Regions from separate parts of the Mus musculus genome. Here region 1 is linked to region 2. A link is a contact called in public HiChIP or PLAC-seq data. All regions are on one chromosome and are shown on one strand. The core of a region is the stretch at or near the end of the contact, and the rest is flanking DNA. Distances in the headings are between cores, read along the strand shown.

Evidence for each region. HiChIP or PLAC-seq counts read pairs in DNA pulled down with a chosen protein or histone mark.
Region 1: a contact with region 2 is called in an H3K4me3 HiChIP or PLAC-seq map of bone marrow-derived macrophages, with 3 times the contacts expected there. The contact joins two enhancer-like sites. A contact is called at or near these places in 2 of 484 Hi-C or Micro-C datasets (cerebral cortex and macrophages) and 1 of 115 datasets of contacts at active chromatin or transcription factors (bone marrow-derived macrophages).

What each region holds. Positions count from the first base shown.
Region 1 is chr15:40,058,847-40,062,898 of GRCm38.p6, reverse strand. All of the region lies in intron 2 of Gm33251 (predicted gene, 33251), which reads right to left. Among named protein-coding and RNA genes, the nearest start is that of Gm33251, 16 kb to the right of the region's middle. Within about 2 kb of position 2,413, at least 2 of the 459 cell types and tissues checked have an H3K27ac peak or open chromatin away from gene starts, as enhancers often do. A contact at or near this core is called in bone marrow-derived macrophages, where this site is marked.
Region 2 is chr15:39,966,989-39,970,738 of GRCm38.p6, reverse strand. AU022793 (expressed sequence AU022793) reads right to left here. Exons shown (of 3, transcript NR_045719.1): 3 at 3,224-3,750. Among named protein-coding and RNA genes, the nearest start is that of AU022793, 6.2 kb to the right of the region's middle. Within about 2 kb of position 2,153, at least 13 of the 459 cell types and tissues checked have an H3K27ac peak or open chromatin away from gene starts, as enhancers often do. A contact at or near this core is called in bone marrow-derived macrophages, where this site is marked.

The sequences.
Region 1 (4,052 bases), core at 1,164-3,663, 92 kb before region 2:
ATGAATGTCATTGTTTACAGCAAAGACTGTAAGAGTGCCAGTGGGCTATGCTTGTGAGTGCCCCAGTCTCCTGTGGGCTGAAGTCAAAAGACCGTTATGGATGCTTCCATAAGCAATAGGCTGAGAGGAAGCCCTGATCTTGGGGGACTCTGCTTATATAGGGAACAGAAGCACATAAGTGCTTCACATGAGTGGATATTAGCTCATCCTTCAAAAACAACTTTACAAGCAGAACCCAAGAGATGACTAGAGTAAGCAAATGATTAAGGTAAGGTCTTGTATTCTTGTCATATCCAGTGAAAACATGAATGGCCACTTAGGGAAGAAGACAAAGGCTCATATTTACTAGCTCCGTCTGTTACAGGGACATGTATCCGTTTATCATTTTCCCTTCCTTCCTTCCTTCCTTCCTTCCTTCCTTCCTTCCTTCCTTCCTTCCCTCAGCAAAGATACATGTGAATGACATTGGATTTTATACATTTGCTCTGTATTCAGAAAATTTATTGAAATCATTATTTGGCAGGAAGGAAGGAAGGAAGGAAGGAAGGAAGGAAGGAAGGAAGGAAGGAAGGAAGGAAGGGAGGGAGGGAGGGAGAGAAGGGAGGGAGGGAGGGAGGAAGGAAGGAAGGAAGGAAGGAAGGAAGGAAGGAAGGAAGGAAGGAAGGAAAGAAGGGAAAAATGATAAATGGATGCATGTTAAATGGTTATTTGACTATATACATATATATATATATGTATATTCTACAAAGTCAGTATTTCTGAGAAGTATCTCTTTCTTTACCAAACATATTCCCCAAAATAAATCCTGTAAAATTTGAAATTTGGGGCAAACCAGAATTCTCTGCCTTGGGCTTCTAAATGCCAAGGCAAAAGTCAATTTGTTTGCTCAATTTTTATGTCTGTAACAGACAGAGCAGTAAATATGAATCTTTACATTTATTTTACTTAGTTTTTAAAAAGCCAATATGAACCAATGCTAGCCTGTGTTTAAGTGTCAACACATCTAGCTTTTATGTCCCAAGCACATACGGCATTTATGTACATGAAAATGATAAAGGCCCACCCATCCAGCACTTTGCAATTGTCCTTAGCTTACTACTGATATACACTGCCTTGGTGAGTTCTCCAAAGCACAGTGACCTGATCCTGTCACCTTTTCTCTTTAAGGAGAGGGAAACATTTCACGCGCACAAGCACACAACCGTGCACACACTTGTGCACGATGCACTCAAAGGGTGCCTCCCTTTACCTTCAACATGAAACTGAGTGGCTTGTGATCTGTGTGCCTCTTAAGCTTTGCTGCTGGCATGGCATTCTGCTGAACCAAAACTCTAGGGAATAACACAAAGATTACAGCTCCCCAAGCAAGACCAAACTTTTGGGGCCTTTGTGTACCCTGCTCCTTCTGTTTGGAACACTTGTCCCTAGCACCATTTTCTCTTGCCAACATTTTATTGTCTTTAATTCATTTTGAATTTTGCATTTCAGCAAAGCCTTTTCCTGAATGCCCCTCCCAGGGAACAGACTTCTCTGTGATGTGTTTGTGAGTACTAACCTGTCTTCTGTCCTTGTCCTTCCTTTACCTCTGGACAAAGTCTCATTGCCAATAAGGGGTTTTGTGGGCTCTTAACCTTGAGACCCAACTCCTGCAAAACCAGGCAAAGAACTGACATCAAAAAATGCTCAATTGACTGTTAACGCTCCATCAAAACAGGAAAATTGAAGAAAGAGCTAGTGTCCCCTGTGTAGAAGAACACAGACTTGGAGGAAAGACCAAGTTTCTCCATGTTTCTGAGAAGCTAGACTGTATGTAGGTGGCTGCACGAGAAGGCCAGCCTTCAGTGGCTGCGGTAGTGCATCTCCAGATATGCGCATCTGTGGGAGCGGGTGCTCAGGCTCACTTGCATCCTTTTCTATAAGTTGCTACCATTCTGATAAATCATCTCAGCCCCTGATTTGCATTTTTAAAAAGCCTGCTAGGGAAAGGCAATGTTAATTCAAAGGAGTACATCAAAGCTGTAAGTGAAGAAGATATTTTAGGACAAATGGAAAACCCATGTACCTATCTAATCAAACCTTACAGAAATCAGCTACTTCATCAGCTTTTTGAAGTTCATCGATATAATTTGAAAATTCTCTCTCTCCCTCTCTCTCTCTCTCTCTCTCTCTCTCTCTCTCTCTCACACACACACACACACACACACACACACTTAACCATGCATGCATGCACAAGTTAGTCTTTTTTTGAAAAACAAAACACAATGCTATAATTTTTAAAGGAATTCTTCAAGAACAAAATTTAGTAGTGGGAAAAAAAAAAAAACTGAATGCCCAAAGACAGACAACCTAAAGTGGCCCTGGTCATGCAGCACTGAAGAAGGAAGTGACAACTGCTTCCCCTAATGACTGACACCAAATTAATGCTCTGTGTTCTAAAATGGCTCTGTGCTTCTAACTGCCCACACTCTGATGAAAGCCAACAACACAGGGTTTAGTACCAGTTGTTAAAAATAAACTGTGAGTGCTCGCAGAAGAGACATTATTAAATAGAAAACACATCATTGCACGGAAAAGCTCTGGATCCCCAGCAATGGGAACCCCCTACAGAGAACACAATTGCCCCCAGACATTCAGCTGACCCCCAAGATACAAACCCTGCCAGAGATTACAGCTTCCCAACCTGGGGAGGGGTAAATCAGGGACTAAAGCTTTGGTTCCCAGTGGGACGTCCTGTTAACCTGGGATAACTCAGAAGCAGCAGCACCAGCCTGCATGGGGCTTAGTAATCAAGCACCTAGCAATTTCTTGTATTTGACACGGGGTCTCAAAAAAAAATCTACACAATTTTCCAAGGGTATTTTTTCCTTTGCCTCTTGAGCTCATGGGTAGTTTAAGTGAAGATTAATCCAAGGGCTTTCTATGTTATACTTATGTCGTTTAAATATTGCATTGGAAGACTCGTTTAATACCCAAGAAGAATCCCACTGATCCTCTTTATTAAGCTCTTTAAAGGAACTCTTTAGACAGTGAACAGAGCTGAATATTAGAGTCTTCATTTAAGCTCAAGCTTTACTCTGCTACAGGGTACTTATATTCAAATTAGATGGTCCCCTAGGTCATTTTAGCATAGGCTCTGTGGTATATCCATACACACACATACACACAAACACACACACACACACACACACACACACACACACACACACACACACACACACATTCCTGAACCTTTCAAAGCACAGAGAAAATTAACATCTTTTACCAACCACTCTGTTCATACAAGATAGAAAGCAGAAGAGTGGGCTGGAGAGATGGCTCAGTAGTTAAAAAGCACTCATTGCTCTTTCAAACGTCCTGAGTTCGATTCCTAGAACCAACATGGTAGCTCACAAAACTCTGATGTCATCTGTCTACTTGTGTGTAGATGTACTTGCAGAAAACTACCCATATCTAGATAAATACATAAATAGATCCTTTAAAAATCAAATAAAAAGTTTTTAAAAGACAGAAATGCACATTTTATTCAGTAAGGAGTTTATCTTATTGGAACTGTGGAAGTTGAGAAGGAAATGCTATTGAGAACTCACAGACAAGGGTAGCAACTTGCCCTAGGGCTCACCTATCTATCATGAGGTTATCCTTGTTGTAACCAACTCTAACACAGAAAGGCTCTTCAGTACACTTACAGCTCCCCCGTGGTTCCTCCTCTCTCTTAAAGCTATGAGTTATCGAGCGGAGCTAGAAAATAAAAGCACAGAAAACTGACTGCTTGGCTTCCGAAGACTCAACTTCTTTCCCATCTGGAGCACTTTTCAGCTTTAGGTAATGGTTATTATAAGATTCATATACTAAAAATAAAACTGTAGCTGGTAATGTGTTAACTGATATTAGTCATAACTACCAATAGAATACGTGAAGCACTCAGTAGTAATGAAAGAAAAAGATCTGATATGTCTATGGGTATGGTAGGAAAGGAACACTGAGCATGAAATCTGCAGTGGAGAGAGTGATTTAGACAGTGCTCCCCAAGGGGCTGCTATAGAACCCTGAGA
Region 2 (3,750 bases), core at 904-3,403:
CCTGAAGGATGAAAAGGGTTGGCAAGTTAGTCCAAAGGGCGAGATAGTACAAGAGGAGCAAAAGATCCAAAACTTAGAGTGGAATGTGCATAAGGAAAACTCAAGTCTGAGTATGGTAGCTACTTTGTCCTATTAATGAATCCTCAGCCAATTCCCGCTTGTCACTGCAGTTAGAATGTCATATTACTGTCCCCTCCCCTGGCATTCATAAAAGGCAGATTCCCTTTGCACTGTTGGATTTCTCCTCATTATGAACTTCAATTGTAGAGTTGTCATCTAGCTTTCCCATAAGACTCTAAGCTCTGGAAGTTCAAGTTCAATGGGCTGGATTTCTGTCGCCTCTCTAACAACTTACTCGTGGCCGTGTACAAGTCATGTGACAGGATTCATGTGAATGCTTTGATGTAGATTAAACCAATGTTCCCCAAATATATCCAAGTCAACATCTATGGACATTTGTGTCTTCTTGTGGATTAGAAGAGGAGCTGTAAATATGATTTAATTAAATTACTTGAGAAGGAAAGAGTACCCTGAATTATCAAGGCAGGACTTAAATGCCATCTCAAGTGTCTTTATAGGAATGTTGCAGTCACAAGCTGATAAAGACCAGTGGCCAGCACAAGCTGGGAAAGGCTAGGAGTAGCAACACTCTTTGCAGAGAATATGGATTTGTTGAGAGGACTGATGGTGGGACTTGAGGTCTCTAGCCCAGCCCCATTTCTTACTCTGTCACTGCTTCCTGGCTTACCCAGATGTGAGTAACTACTTCATGCTCCTTCTGCTGTAGCCACAAGCTGCCTCTACTGCTATGTTGTCTCCTCCATGATAGGCTGTATAATGAGGCTGTATATACCTTCAAACCAAAATCTAAAACAAATCTCTTGCTTCTTGCAGGAATTTCCACACAGAGATGAAAAAAGCAATCAGTATAGAATATTGAAAACACTCGCCGAGCATGGTGGTGCACGCCGCCTTTAATCCCAGCACTTGGGAGGCAGAGGCAGGCGGATCTCTGAGTTCGAGGCCAGCCTGGTCTACAGAGTTCCAGGACAGCCAGAGCTACACAGAGAAACCCTATCTCGAAAAAAAAAATATTGAAAACAACATGTAAGGTCATTGATATAATAAACCTGTTGGCATGGTTCTTAAGTTTTTGAAAATGTCTATGGTATGAATGTCAAGAGTTTGGAGCTATGGGCTAACAAAACCCTGGAATTAGGTAAATCGTCCTTTAATGCGGTATTCTGGTGGGAAGGTGGAAGACTGGACTGGCAAAAGTGATAATGGGAATGAAGACTAGGCTCATGAAGCTTCAAAAAAGAACAGGAAATCTGCTCAAAAGCAGGAAGGGTCATTCACATCACATTCTGGCAAATCATCTCTCCTCCGTTGTCCATATCCTGAACACTTGAACGCAGCTGAATTGAAAGGTAATGGACTAATTTGTGTGATGACGGAGATTTCAAGAGAGTGTAATATTCAGACTGTGGTGTAGCTTTCGTGCACCGTGTTTACCTGACTTACAGTGGCAGAGAGCAGAGAGGTGAGAACTGTGCAGGTTGGTGAGGAGAGGAGCTTGAAGCAGTAAATGTGAAGACAGCCCAGTGGGATGAGAAGTGTTGCAGTGGGTGTTAGGGGTATCTGTAGAGGAGAGGATATTCAAACTCTGCTCTTAAACATAAGTAGCTCATCTTTTAATACAGGAAGAAAATAAAAACCTACAGAACTACTTCAGCAAAGTGGATTGTGTTGGGAGAACACAGCATGCCCTGGAAAAAGGAAGTGCTTTGGTAAAAGTCGAATTTCAATTATAAACAAACATGGGAAAAGTTAAGTCAGAGCTGGAGTGCAGAATCCCCGTGGTCTCTGTACTGTCCACAAGGGTCATATTGAGTTCTACGGTGACTGTGTGAGACAGCCCGGTCCATTCTGTGTCTCACTTGCACCATGTCATTACACTATTCTTGTCAAGACCCCAAACAATCTCCATGTTGAAGGTAAGTGCTTTTAAAAGCTAATGCTAGGATGGATATAAAAAGTTGATGGGAAAAGTCCAAGACTGTGACAACAGTGTCACAAGAACTGACGGGAACGGAGAGAAGCCACTGGCAACCGTACATTGCTTAATAGAATGATTTGCAGACAGAAAAGGGAGAGGTCTACGGGCCTCAGTGAGGATCATTTTACAGTTCCTAATTTGGCTCATCACAGGATGATTTCCAGGGTCATTTTGAGTTGATTCTGGGTCACCTGGGAAGCCAGTTCAAAGCAGAAACATGCCTGGTGTTTAAAAGTAAGAAACATGTTTGAGCTACAGACCTAACGATTTTCTGAACTTGCCCCTCATTCGTCTTCCATTCTTCTTCTAACCTGTGTGCTCAGAGATGCAATCACATGATAGCCATACTGTGTGCAGACGTCATAGTCATAAGACTAGAACTCAGCTGAAGAACTGCTGTCATCTGCTGATCTTACAGCATCGTAGTGAGCATGACCAGTCACATGAATTATGTACCCTATGTAACAGTTGAGAATCACTATTACTGACTACTTCACTGCTTTATGCATTAGTTATACTCAACTGTTTAATCACTAATTTAGAATATACTCCTAACCCACTTACAAAAAAATTGACTATTTTTTTTACATTTACCACAAAGGTTTGTATAAGTTGTGTTCACACAATGAAACTACCTAATGATTCATTTCTCAGAATGCAACCCGTTCTTAAGAATTGTATGTCCCTATCTAACTTTTTTTCATCTGTCTATTATTATCGCCTAATTTACTTGAGTCATTTATAGAGTTTGCTCCTGAGCCAGGGCACAGTGGTTAATGGCCTCATCAGGACTACTCACTGTGGTCAGGTCAGAGTAGAGATGGTGAATACTACCATGTCATAGTCTCTTGTGATTATGATCAATAGTAAAAACACATGTTTTCATACTCTTGGTATATGGCTGCCCATGATCTTTGAAAAGACAAATGAACTTTAAATGGGGGAGTATAGAGTATCAATCAGCCAACTAGTATGGCTTCTACTGCCACTGTCCCTTGGAAACCATTTTGTCAGGGTCTCCAACTGCTTATGTTGCACTGTCAGAGATCACCTTCCACCCTCATCTTAGGCAAACACTTCCAGATTCCCATAGAGAGTGCTTCTCTTGCTTGTCACACTCTTCTTGCCTAGCCTGGCTTGCCTTCTCTCTCACTGGCTACTCCCTGTTAATCTCCACGATCATTTCCTTCTCCAGTGCTTGACCTCCATTCAATGACTGACTTCAGACCTAGATTTTAGAGCATGTATTTTCTCCAAGCCACCCACGTGATTTCAGGTTCCCAATTCTTTATGACATTCAGATTTACATCTGAAGGACCCAAGAACCTGCCATACATATCCCTCTATTACCTGACATCTCCGTTTGTCAGCATCTTAGGCACCTCAGATCTAATCTGCCCAATGCAAATCTTTTGCCCCTTCCCTGTCCCCAGCTCCCTACATCAACCTTTCCATGGAGCACTGACACGTAAGAAAAATTCAACCATATGATCTAGAAATATCCAAGTCAAACTCAGTCTTTTCCTCACCCACTGTCTTAGTTACGTTTTTATGACTATGAAAAGATGCTATGTACAAAGAAACTTCTGGAAGAAATAATTTATTGGGGGCTCACAGTTTCAGAGAATGAATCCATGAGCGTCTTTTTTATTTTTAACTTTTTATTGATTCTTTAAGAATTTCAAATCATA